Regions from separate parts of the Mus musculus genome. Here regions 1, 2 and 4 are each linked to region 3. A link is a contact called in public HiChIP or PLAC-seq data. All regions are on one chromosome and are shown on one strand. Each heading gives the region's core, a stretch centred on a gene start, on an enhancer-like site or on the middle of the called end of the contact. The rest is flanking DNA. Distances are from core to core; before and after follow the strand shown. Region 1 has its middle 83 kb from the start of Tnr. Region 2 holds the start of Mrps14 (mitochondrial ribosomal protein S14). Region 3 overlaps Tnr (tenascin R). Region 4 overlaps Rabgap1l (RAB GTPase activating protein 1-like).

Region 1 (3,153 bases), core at 69-2,568, 450 kb after region 3:
ATAAGCTCCATTTTAATCCTCCTTGCTCTATAGTTTAGGCTGTAAGATCTAGGCTGTTTAAAGTTATGTTTCTCTTCTCTTTATTTACATGGTATATCTGTTGTCTGCAAACCTTTAACAGCAGTATTTCCTCTGGTAGTTAATCCTGAAAGAGAAGCTCCTATACAAATTAAAATCTTTACCAAAAAAAAAAAAAAAGGAAAAAATGGGAAGCTTTCTACTGTTGTGATTTTGTTTATAATTTCCATACAATTTCTTCAGATGTGTATTCTTCCATAGACAAGATCTTATTTACGTTAGACTTCCTTTATCTTGTTACTTTTTTCTCGTGTACTGTAATCACATATTCCTTTAACCCTTCTTTATTCTTGTTTATAATCTGTCAGCTCAGTGTGAGGAGCATTGGTGGACTGGCTCTGGCACTCTCTTCATTTCTAATAGCATTCATTTTTCTCCATGCCAAGCTCTGATGTCTCAGCCTGCTTGTGTTTTGTGTTATTGTTTCTCTTTGCCCCTATTTCACATATCCTTCTTTTTTTTTTCTGGCATGTTTTCTCTGTATTCTGAAACCTGGCTTGTGTGCATATTTGTTTAATTTATCACTATCCACATTTTCATAGGGTTTTCCACAGATGTTCCCCCTGCTGCAAACATCTGTAGTAATATGTTCAGGCTGTAAGAAGGAGGGGGCCCTGGGGCCTTTGAGCAATATTTCAGGGTACCATTGCCTGGTAGAGGAAGAGCCAAGGAGCCAGTCACAGGTGACCTGGGGAGGAGAGGGCTAGTTGACCTGAAAATGTATATCTGTCCAAGTGTGTGAGAATGGAAAGGAAAAGAACCAATCACATACTTGGTTCTGATGGTTTAGGGAAAGGCCTCTTCACACACACCACAAGTCAAACCCAAGAAAGAGATCAGCTTTCCAGAAAGATACAGGAAGTGAAGAAGTTTCTGGAGGACTGATGAGCCAAATTAGTGGTGCTGTGTAAACATGAGAACTTAATGGGAAGAGTTTAGTAAGAGGTCATGACCTCACAGACCTTTACAACCAATTAAGTGTTTGCCTCTGAGCTGGTACAGTAGATAATTAGTCTGCTTGCAGAGGTTTTAGACAAGGGTGCAGATCACTGGGGATAACTCTTCATCCTCATTGTCAGAGGGAAGAAATAAGACATGGCCAGCACCAAACAAGGTCTTGGTGGATCACCATAGGTGTCAAGAAGAGCAGGATATGGCTGATAAAGGGAGTGGTCTACAAACGCAATGTTTAGATAGTGAAATACTCTCACTATGTTTGCTAGGCTTACTCTTTGATTAGAGCAGTTGCAGTGAGTCAACACAGGAAGAAGTGCTCCACCCTGCCTGTCCTGACTGCCTAGTACTTACAAACATACAAGGGTTTATTTTCCCCATTGATTAATTTATTTAATCACTTGACAGCTTGATCACAGACCACTCCTTTCTCTCCACCCAGTCCTACCCTCACATGCCCCTCCCCCTACTCCCCTTCCCTTTCTCCTCAGAGAAGGGGAGAGTCCCATGGGAGTGTTTTATATCCTTCTTCTAATCAAATATTGCTTCTAGGATGAGAATTCGTTGTCCATCAGAGCTTTCTAAGCTGCCCTGTATTTTGTTTGGTTTTTACATTTGGTGTTTCCCAGAGTAAAACTAACAATGGAGACAATCCATCAAAGGCAAGTCTAAGTATCATTTTGGAAAGAAGGCTTCCAAGACTAGGGTGTACAACCACAGGAGAGGTTGATTTCCTCAACTTCAGGTATGTAAACATTCTTGATTGGAAGACTAAAGATGGGGGCCAGTCACATGCAGGATGTTAGATGGAACTGTCTTGAAGAAAATTTCTCACCCGAAGTTCTGTGATAACTTCAGGACCTTCATCTGAAAGGCAAGGCAGCTGCTTTCTAAGTAATAGATGGAACTCTCAGGAGGAAGCCAAAGAGAGAAGTCACATCTTGACTCTGCCAAGTCTTAAAAGGACCTAACATAGATTCTTTAACCTTCTGAGACCATAGGATAAAAGGATTTACAATTGTTTTAACCCCAACCTCCAAGTACCACTCTCTCTGTATTTCTAAAACTCTGTTCCCCCTATGCCTACTGCTCCAGATGATCCTGGAGCCCCATCATTTCTCAGCTAGACTATGACAAGAGCATCCAAATGAGTTTGCAGGAGCCCTTCCTCACCTTACAGCTCAGCTCTACACTGACCTCCAGAATATCTCTGTAGAATGAGAATCAGATCAAGTCACCCCCTCCTACTTAAAATTTCTCAGAGGGTCCCTGGATCCTCTGATATCCTGTAATAAGGTTAGTATCGTTAGTATGGTCACCAGACCCCACTTGAATCAGCTGCCAACTCCTCCAGAGCAGGGACTTGAAGTGGCTCATCCGAGCAGGGCCAGGATCCAGCACAAAGAGCTTCACCCACATTAGTCCAGTGAATAAAAAAAATTCTGGTCGCTTTTGATGTAATCCTATATTTCACCTGAGACTGTCTCTCCATGACGCCATCATACCTATATTTTGCAATGCTCTCTTTTGCCTGTCTAGACTCACCTTGTATGGTTTTTCTAAATAATCCCAAGACCCCACTCTGCCTTTTGTAGAGTCAATGAATTCAATATACATTATTCAGAAACAAGATAGCTTTTGAAAAGGCTCCAGACTCTGATGGAATTTGAAAAATAAATAAATAAAAGAAAAAAATAAAAGAGCTCTAAATGCCCTGTACAGACAAAGGTCACTGCCACAGCAAGAAGCAATTAATAGCCTAGTCCTGCCTGGGGCTCTTCACCCTTTCCATCATTTCAGAAACTGAGAGATGGAGCCTTCCTTAAAAGAGAAGAAAGCAGCCACATTCTTCCTACCACTTCCACCATTGGAGAGGGATCATATTAGAGGCTGAGTTCTGAGCGGAAGCCTTTGCACTCCTAAGAGGGCCCAGCAGGTGAAAGGACTGAGGGAGAGAGGAAAGGAAGGAAAGAGGAGGAAGCAGGGAGGAAGAACATAGCTGGTAATTTATTGGGAGGCAGGAAAAGTGCTGAATTTGACACTAGTAAGGGGAAGATGTCAGTTCGACATCTGTTTCTGACACTTCAGCAACTCATTATTTCTCGGTGCACAGTGGAGGGT
Region 2 (3,120 bases), core at 359-2,858, 310 kb before region 3:
TGGAGGGTGGACAAGGACAACGCTTCTGTGAGTCAGTTACCCCCCTACAACATGGGGCCTTAGATTGAACTGCACAGGCTTGGTGGCAAGCATTTTACCCACTGAGCCATCTCATGGGGGGAAGACTTAATAGTTTTAGGAAGTAACTTATGGCATTTATTTGTGTGTGCATGTGCATACCTCATGCATACTACAACTCAGGTGGAAATCTGGGGACAATTTGCAGGTGTATTCATTCTTCTTTCTTAAGTCACTGTTACCTTCTCCCACACCCTCAGGTTCTGATGACTTCAGTACCCTTAGTTATAAAATTAGAAGCAATCTGGAGAGAATTTCCAAACTCCCACTACCATACCTGTGCCCCCTCGGCAGTATTTGTACTACACTCTACACCCCTCTCATTGGTTATATGACACCTCTGTCCATTACAGTGGCCATGAACCATGGATACAGCTAATACGCACTGGAACTGTAAGCAGTACAAGTGGGGACATAATTCTTGGTATTAACTCGCTTAAAAGTTTGGTTTTGGTCCAACTGCAAAAGTTAGCATCCCAACTGCGATATATATATATTTTAAGTGTCAGATACACAGACTTTGAAACCTGCTTCCAACAGAAGAATGCAAATGTCACATAAGTCATTCTAATTTTGACTTGTTAGGATAAGGATAGACCTGACTAAAAATATCTATCAAAATTAACCGCACCTCCTTTTTAAACTTCAATATAAATATTAGAAAATATTTAAATTATCCTTGTGGTTTGCATTACAATTCTACTGGACGAAACTGCTATTCATGACTTAACCACATTCCTAAAATCAAAATTCATACACAGACTATATCACCTCTTGCCTGCAAAAAAAAGGCAGATCTCCAGCGATTCTTCCCTATTCTTTATATCAGTGTTCCCCCACTCTAATATACAGATATGACGCAATGTCACAGTAAAGAAAAAACAACCCAGGTCCACCCAGGTCTCCCTCTAGTTGACACCCCTCCCCAACAAAACTATCCAAGACTTCTCCAACGTCCTTTGCTGCTCGTTCCAGTTTCTATCCGCATCATAACACTCCCACTCCTTAACTCTACAGCCAATTCTCGGCCCTTCCTTTAACTAATTCTGCTTTAGCGGAATGGCCTGCTCCCCATTCGAAATTGTCACCACCTGCTTCCAAGCCACCACTGGCTGACAGCTAGTTCCCTACAGTCTCTTTGCATAATCGGAGCCTCTGAGGTCTCAATCATCCGACTCTCCCCTCTCTTCTCCACTCACACTCGGCTCCTTATAACCCGGAGTCATTCTCGCAGCTTTCACATGACGGATCACACCTGAATACCAAGCCCTCGACTGCTGCTCTGGGCTCTCCTAACCTAGCCAGGACGGGAAAGCAGATAGGAGCCTTGGGATCGGTCCTCCGTGCGCATTACAGGTGACAGGGTTACGAGGGACCCACAGGACACGGAAATCAGGGAAGGGGTAGGCTGGCGAGAAAGGCAGGGGCCTGACCTGCCGGAAGGTCCGCAGCAGCGAGCCTAGCACGGACGCCGCCATGTTGTCTGCCCAGCCAGCCAACCACCGCCGCAGTACAACACCGGAAACAGGTTCTGTGGAGGCGGGGCTTATGCCCCAAAGGGCGGGTCCAGGGCAGGATTTAGCCTATAGAGAGGGAGAGGGTAGGTGCGGGATTTGAAATAACTCTCGCGTTATTTCATAGATAAGCAAATCATCCATGCGGACCGCCCACTTAGGCAGTAGGAGAATAGTGAGCCTGCGCGATCTCTCCTGGCCCTTGCTGTTCCTCTGTCCCAGCCCCGCCCAGCCTGCGCCTGTGTTCTGCGCGTTGGCGCCACCCGGCGGAAGCTTGGCAGCATTTGTCACTCATCCTGCAGAACTGGCACTGGTCACATTTCTGCTGTAAAGAAGATGGTAGTGGCCCTGATAGAGTTTCTGCTTGCACGCCAAGGGTTTAAATATGTATTATATTATATATATTATATTTATTTTATTATATTATATCATATCTGTATTAAGGTTGTATAGGTTTTACGTTTTTGTCTCTGTGGGTTGGACGGCGGTAGTGGTGTGTGTGCATGTGCCTGCTGTTTTCCCTTTAGTACAGGGCACTTTCCTGCCATCTTCCTAGCCTGTCTCCTAGATGTGTTGATGGGTGCAGTGAGGAACAGCCCATTGGGCTCTTTACACAGGAAGCTCCCAGGAAGAAGGAGAGTTTTTTTCTTTAAGCGTTACAAGTTAGTGAACATTTCTAATGGGCTAGGGAAACTCTGACTGAAACCATTTGGCAGGATAAGACAACCAGGAGTCCCTGCCATCATACTAAGATCTAAAAAGTCCTAGACCAGCAAGCAGCATCAAACCCTGGTTAAAACTCATTCCCACTCACCCCCACGCCACACACAACATAATTGGGCATCATCTACAGTCATCTCAAGATATGGGTACACGGCAAACTCTTTTATTATGTTTCTGTTGTTTTAAGATGCCTGTTTGTTTTCATCGGGAGTTAGATAGGAAGGGAAGTGGGAAGATCTTGGAGGAGATGAGGGAGGGGAAATATGCTGTATAAAAATATTTCTTTTCAATTAAAAACAGGAAAAGTTTCACTAATGTGTTACAATTTCAGAAAGCCAAACTTCTGGAAGGGGCTTGAAAGTCAGAAAGATATGTTTATAGGCTATAGAGTAAGAAATGAGTTTTAGGGCCGGGCGTGGTGGCACTCGCCTTTAATTCCAGCACTCGGGAGGCAGAGGCAGGTGGATTTCTGAGTTCGAGGACAGCCTGGTCTACAAAGTGAGTTTCAGGACAGCCAGGGCTATACAGAGAAACCCTGTCTCAAAAAAACAACAAAACAAAACAAAAAAGAAATGAGTTTTAGGGCTGGAGGGATGGCTCAGCAGTTAAGAGCACCGGCTGCTCTTCCAGAGGTCCTGAGTTCAAATCCCAACAATCACTCAGTGGCTCACAACCATCCGTAAGGAGATCTTACGCCCTCTTCTGGAGTGTCTGAAGACAGCAACAGTGTACTTACATATAATAAATAAATAAACAAATCTTTTAAAAAGCGAGTTTTATACAATTAAACTATTGCACAGACCCA
Region 3 (2,924 bases), core at 23-2,522:
CCGGAGACACTTCTGAGCGTGGCACAGTGACTGGAAGTTACCAGAACCAGTCTGACTAACTTGAAAGATGACAGGGTGGCTTGGTGTGCTGCTGAGTTTCTGCTTTTGTGATGTCTGCTGCCTGTGGCCAAGAATCACACGAGTTAGCTTTTGGGCTGAGTCACAACACTCTTATCTTGGGAACACGATATTCTCGAAATCCTTTTTATGATTTTCAATGAGAAAATATGGCAGAATTTTCAGGCTTTCTTGGCTGAATGGTCATTACTTCTGGTCAATGTTTATCCACTGCCTGCTTTAATGATCACTGACAAAACATAGTGCATCTACCAGAAGGAGGGAGACTACGAAAGGTACCTTTTTATGTTTCTGAATGACGTTTTGGTCACTGTGTTAATAGATAATGTTTTGGCGCTTGTAAGAGTATTTACAAAGCAGTGAGGACTCCTTAGGCACACTCTCCTCCTTCAGAAATCACCATCTCTAGGGAAATTTAGCAGCGTTGGGATATCCAGGTGTTCGCTTAATGAGGCAGGCTGAATGTTTTCCTATGTGTAGTGGAAACTGTGGTTTAACTAGAAGGTTCTCGATGTTGAGGATAGAAACTGATGGCTGTGCCTTCCACTGCCATCTAGAGCAAATCTGTGCTAATCCTATGTGATATACTTGCTTAAGGACCAGAGAAGGGAGGCTAGTGGAGTTACAGAAAAGGAGCCCTATCTTCAGGCTTATCCAAAGAGCCAGTTTTCTGAAAAAAGGCATGGTAGGAGACTTTCTCCTCCCTATTTTTCATATTAAAGCCCATCTCTTTTCCCCACCTTCCTTCTGTGAAGGGGCCTGAGGACACAGAGGACATTTCCTACAGGAGAACAAGAACTACATAGTGTTCCTGAAAGCAGCTGGGGATGCCACAAAGGGTCACCTTCACCTCTACTGCCTTCATACAGGTGATGGACTTAGAGCCTTTTCCCTGGAGCAAAGGCAATACACCTATGGGGTGGCTGTATATGATGAATAATCCACCCCTAGTTTCCTGAAACTGGAATAACAATGCTTTTCTGAAGTTTCCTCAACCCCCAAGACTTAAAGAGATCCTATGATTCAAATGTTTGCTGTGGAATCTGTCTCCATCATGCGTCTTTGAAAGGGCGCTCTTCGTAGAGGAAGTTCCATGAACATTCTGAACCTGAACGAGCAAGACTCCTCCTCAAGTGTGACTCACCAAACTCCTATAATTAGAAAGAACAGTCTGTGGGGAGAGAAACCACAACTTGTCCTGAAGGACACAGTGAGTCAGAGGAGCCAAAGAATGGCGTCTCAGGCCCCGGAGCCAGTATCCACTGTATGCGCTGGAGTGATTTCACTCTGCTTCCTGTGTTTGTTTCAAGGCTGCTGCTTATGTCCTGAGCCGACACCCAGCAAGGGAGCCATGTTTACCTGTGTGCACCAGGGTGCAGATGCGTTCACTCTCCTCCCTGCCCCGTACACTGTTGAGGCTTATTTCATATTCAGTAGCTGGATACAGCCTGGTGATGGCGAACTCTGTCACGGTGTTGGGCACTACGGAGCTGTCTAGCCGTCCCACTGAGGAAGAACAAAATCCATCACTAAACGTTCAACAGCTCTCTTATCAGTGGGTCCATGGCTCAGTGTACATTGGGACAGTGGGTCATGAGGCACAGATGGGTGTGGGCTCAGCATGCAATAGGGAAGGGAAGGCAGATACATGACTCATAAATGATAATGGTGGAGTTTAAATAGATCTTATACGCTGGCCTCACTCTTTCATCTTATGGGCTTTTTAGAACAAAAGTAAATGAGCTATTTATTATGTAGGTTTCTATCAGACCGGTCTTCTCTGAGGCGGGCATATCAGTATAGTGGAAGTGGAGTGGGCAGAGCCACCGCAAAAAGTGCCCTATGCAGCCCAGAGAAAGGTAGCCTGGAAAACTGTCCTACCTCTGGCTGGAAGTGAACATTCTCTCTACTTTGTTAACAATGCCTCATATACCAGCAAGAACTGGCAGTATGCAGGCAAGCTCTCGGCCAACTTCTCTGACTCATACATTGGCTACAATGGCAGAATTAGGATCACTGTGGTTCCCTTCAGGGCTCCATGTGGCTCTGCTGGGTCTTTATCCATATCCAGGATTCTAGTCTTAGACTTTATGCTCAGCATAGTATGTGTAGCACTGGCTCTTGGTAAAGCCATCTAGGCCTCACTTCATTGTTTTTCATTGCGCAGCCTAGCTAACGGTGTCCAGTTATTTCCCATGGTAAAGTGTTTGGCTCTCTTGATGATATTTTGAGAGCCTATTTTGAGAGAAGTTGGTGAACTCATGGTTTCTCTGTTGTTCTTCATCAATACACTCTCATTTTGAGGAAGTATGGTATGAGGGTGTATGCTGTGTAGTTGTGATCATGCACCCATAATAATCTCTAATCAACTTCAAGCCTTATTTATGTTTGAGAAACAAAATCATATCATTACCTTGGGTGGGTCGGTACGATACTCGGTAGTAATCAAAAGGCGCAACAGGAGAGCTCCAGGACACCGTCAGGGAGTCCTTAGTCACGTTGCTAATTGTGATGTTTTTGGGAGGATCAATTCCTACAAAGATCAGAGAGTTGTGGGGAAAAGACAGAAGCACAGTTTGAAAGTGGAATATCTATCTATTTCTAGATTTCTGTTGATCCACTAGTGTCCCTCAGGCAGGCATGACCCTACATAACTAACTGGGCATCCCTAACATGACAGTCTGTGTGATGTCACACTTATAACATTGTAGCTATGGCCAAAGTCAGGAAGCTAAATTGGCAAGATCTACACTTCTGTGCCACAGCTACTACCATCTAGACCAACCAGAAACTTCCTTTTAAGTTTGTGTGTTTTATTTCAAATAGAGGATCATATAATTATCTTC
Region 4 (2,708 bases), core at 48-2,547, 480 kb before region 3:
AAAATCCTCCATTTTTAGCATTTATAAATTTGGGAGGTATATGTTGTGGTAAATCTCCAACCCAAGTAAGCCCTGGCAATGAAAACACAACTCAATTAATATGAATACATGCTGTGTGCCTAGACTGGGCAGATCTACCACTACAGTACCATCTTCCCCATATAAGAGTCCCCTTATAACTTGCAGTTTCTCCAGGCCAGGCGCTTCTACTCCACTTTGCATTTTCTCCTCCTCTGAAGTCCTCTCTCTCCCAAAACCTTCAGCTCCACCTTCCCCTCTTTCTCCACCCAATCACCAGCTATCTGTAACAGGTATATATATACATTTAGTTTAAATATAAAATTTTAAATATAAAGGTATATGAAAGAGGAACTATAAAAAGGTGGTTTAATAGATAGCATGCTCTCTCCCAGAGCCCAGTGCAAAGGCTTTGCCTAAAAAGTGGTTGTACCAGCTCCCTGCCCTCTTTCAGACTCCAGCTCTATGAATGGTTTTCTTCCACAGCCCACTAAGGCATTGGCTTCATGTGCATGTTAAAGCTAGGTCATCCCCCACATCCACTTCTCAGTCACAGGAAGAGGTAGTGGAGAACAGGCAGTTTCTGTTTAAGCAAATAAATTACATATTACACTTTTTAAAAAGATTTATTTATTATTATAAATAAGTACACTGTAGCTGTCCCCAGATGTACCAGAAGAAGGCATCAGATCTCAATACGGGTAGTTGTGAGCCACCATGTGGTTGCTGGGATTTGAACTCATGACCTTTAGAAGAGCAGTCAGTACCCACTGAGCCATCTCACCAGCCCCCCATATTACACTTTTATTTATATTACTTGGGCAAAAGTTTTGTTGATGGCCACACAACTGTGGGGAAACTGGGAAATATAGTCTGTACTTCAATATTCATATGTCCTGTTACAGTTCTAATCTGTACAGCAGGAAGAACACATTTTCATAGAGAATAATTATAATCTGTCATCGTCTACTGCAATGACCATTCAGTATACAGTCATCCCAGCTTCATCCCACACAGTCACTTCCTCCAGTGGAGACATTCCAAGGCTCCATTTAGTTACTTCAAAGTCATGGAGTGTAGGTAACTTGGATGTCTGTGTTGGAAACAATGGAATGGTCTACAAGGCTTAGAGTCCTGAGACTAAGGAGCCACAGATTACATTAAAGTTCTAGTTAAGAACAACTGCCTGGGACTTGGAGCTATGCTATAGCCAGCAATGAAAACCACTGGATTACTCACCAAAGTGTCTTTAACCAGATTCTGATAGAACTGAATGCTTAACATGAGTAGGAAATAGCACACTCCACAGATGTGGGCAAGAGATAGTTGAGCAATTGAGGGAAAGTTCAGAATTTACAAAAGTCAGGTTCCTTTCATGAAATTCACTAAAAGGCAATTTCAGCCTGACCACTGCAGACAAGACAAGTTGTGACCTTAACAACTACAGCCAGAGTGTTTACCACTCATAACTGTTCTGCCAGGTGAGTATCCCAGCTAAAGAAAAGACTATACACCCCAGCTCTTGGCCTGACCTTTCACAAACTTCAGTGAATGGAGAAAGAAATAAAGCACATGGTTTTAACTTGCACTTGAAAGCAGAGAGAGGTGGATCTCTGTGAATTTGAGGTCAGTCTCTCTACATAGTGAGTTCAAAGCCAACCAGAGCTACATAGTGAGTCACTGTCTCAAAAATAAATAAATAAATAAATAAATAAATAAATACTAGATAGATAGATAGATAGATAGACTGATAGATAGACAGATATAGATAATAAGAAAAGAAATGAAATAAAAACACATAAAAATTATGCCCAAGACTGGTAATGGTGGTGCACGCCTTTAATCCCAGCACTTGGGAGGCAGAGGCAGGTGGGTATCTGAGTTCGAGGCCAGCCTGGTCTACAAAGTGAGTTCCAGGACAGCCAGGGCTACACAGAGAAACCCTGTCTCAGGGAAAAAAAAATGTCCAACTCAAATGCCATGTGACTTCAGTAGAAAAAATTTGAGGAAGAAGAGAGCTAACAATCTGAGACCAAGAAGAGAGTAGCTTAGAGGACCCTGTGAAGAAGAGTGTTCTATTCAGCCCCTGATACCAGGAGTAGCAGTAGATACTATGTGGTAGGCATTTGCTCTCTCTGGGTGATGCTGATGAAGGCCTGATTAGACCATATTAAAAGGATACAAAGGCAGGTTTATTAGGCAATGCTCCCAGACCTGTTCATCAGTCCCAGAGAAAGAGACTGAGGAAGTCACTTCACACATCTGGCCTAGGGATGGGGGAAGTTTTATAAAAGATCTTAGTTGAGGGGTGATGATGTGTCAGCCAGGAGCTGGGACTGTGCCCAAGTATGGTCAAGAGCTGAGCACTTCGGTGGGGATCTGGGTGGCTGGCAGCATCAGGGGAGGAGGTTGGGACAGCTGCCAAGAATGGAGTACTGGGCTCTAAGAGCCAGTCCTTTGTTCTGTTTTTCTGTGCAAGAGGGGTTGGGGGAAGAAGGGCAGTTGGGGTTTCCCAGCTTGAGCAGAGGTGAACAGGGGTCCAGCCTAACACTATGCTAGATGAAGAACACAGGGGAGAGGAGGAAAGAAGAAAGATGAATTCTTGCCAGGTGGGGCCTCCTGACTACTCTGCTGAGAGAGCAGAGAGGGCAAACTGGCTAGAAATCAGAACAGACTGAGGCCAGGAAGGA

Evidence for each region. HiChIP or PLAC-seq counts read pairs in DNA pulled down with a chosen protein or histone mark.
Region 1: a contact with region 3 is called in a FOXA1 HiChIP or PLAC-seq map of pancreatic cancer cells. The contact joins two enhancer-like sites. A contact is called at or near these places in 3 of 115 datasets of contacts at active chromatin or transcription factors (the NIH/3T3 cell line, embryonic fibroblasts and pancreatic cancer cells).
Region 2: a contact with region 3 is called in an H3K4me3 HiChIP or PLAC-seq map of bone marrow-derived macrophages, with 2.7 times the contacts expected there. The contact joins the promoter of Mrps14 here to the enhancer-like site in region 3. A contact is called at or near these places in 3 of 39 promoter capture datasets (the 3T3-L1 cell line and 3T3-L1-derived adipocytes), 2 of 15 datasets of contacts at CTCF or cohesin (both in the NIH/3T3 cell line), 35 of 484 Hi-C or Micro-C datasets (B cells, the C2C12 cell line, the CH12 cell line and 20 more), 5 of 115 datasets of contacts at active chromatin or transcription factors (the NIH/3T3 cell line, bone marrow-derived dendritic cells, bone marrow-derived macrophages and 2 more) and 1 of 9 other capture datasets (adipose tissue).
Region 4: a contact with region 3 is called in a FOXA1 HiChIP or PLAC-seq map of pancreatic cancer cells. The contact joins two enhancer-like sites.

The regions. Positions count from the first base shown.
Region 1 is chr1:159,439,161-159,442,313 of GRCm38.p6, reverse strand. No RefSeq gene overlaps it. Among named protein-coding and RNA genes, the nearest start is that of Tnr, 83 kb to the left of the region's middle. Within about 2 kb of position 1,318, at least 6 of the 459 cell types and tissues checked have an H3K27ac peak or open chromatin away from gene starts, as enhancers often do. A contact at or near this core is called in pancreatic cancer cells, where this site is marked.
Region 2 is chr1:160,193,703-160,196,822 of GRCm38.p6, reverse strand. It overlaps Mrps14 (mitochondrial ribosomal protein S14), which reads right to left and starts at 1,608. Exons shown (of 3, transcript NM_025474.4): 1 at 1,512-1,608. The coding sequence starts at 1,556.
Region 3 is chr1:159,887,944-159,890,867 of GRCm38.p6, reverse strand. It overlaps Tnr (tenascin R), which reads right to left. Exons shown (of 23, transcript NM_022312.3): 13 at 2,492-2,611; 14 at 1,438-1,584. Among named protein-coding and RNA genes, the nearest start is that of Gm31348, 110 kb to the right of the region's middle. Within about 2 kb of position 1,272, at least 113 of the 459 cell types and tissues checked have an H3K27ac peak or open chromatin away from gene starts, as enhancers often do. A contact at or near this core is called in the C2C12 cell line, the NIH/3T3 cell line, adipose tissue and 5 more, where this site is marked.
Region 4 is chr1:160,370,475-160,373,182 of GRCm38.p6, reverse strand. The region is part of intron 18 of Rabgap1l (RAB GTPase activating protein 1-like); the gene reads left to right. Among named protein-coding and RNA genes, the nearest start is that of Mir1927, 76 kb to the right of the region's middle. Within about 2 kb of position 1,297, at least 57 of the 459 cell types and tissues checked have an H3K27ac peak or open chromatin away from gene starts, as enhancers often do. A contact at or near this core is called in pancreatic cancer cells, where this site is marked.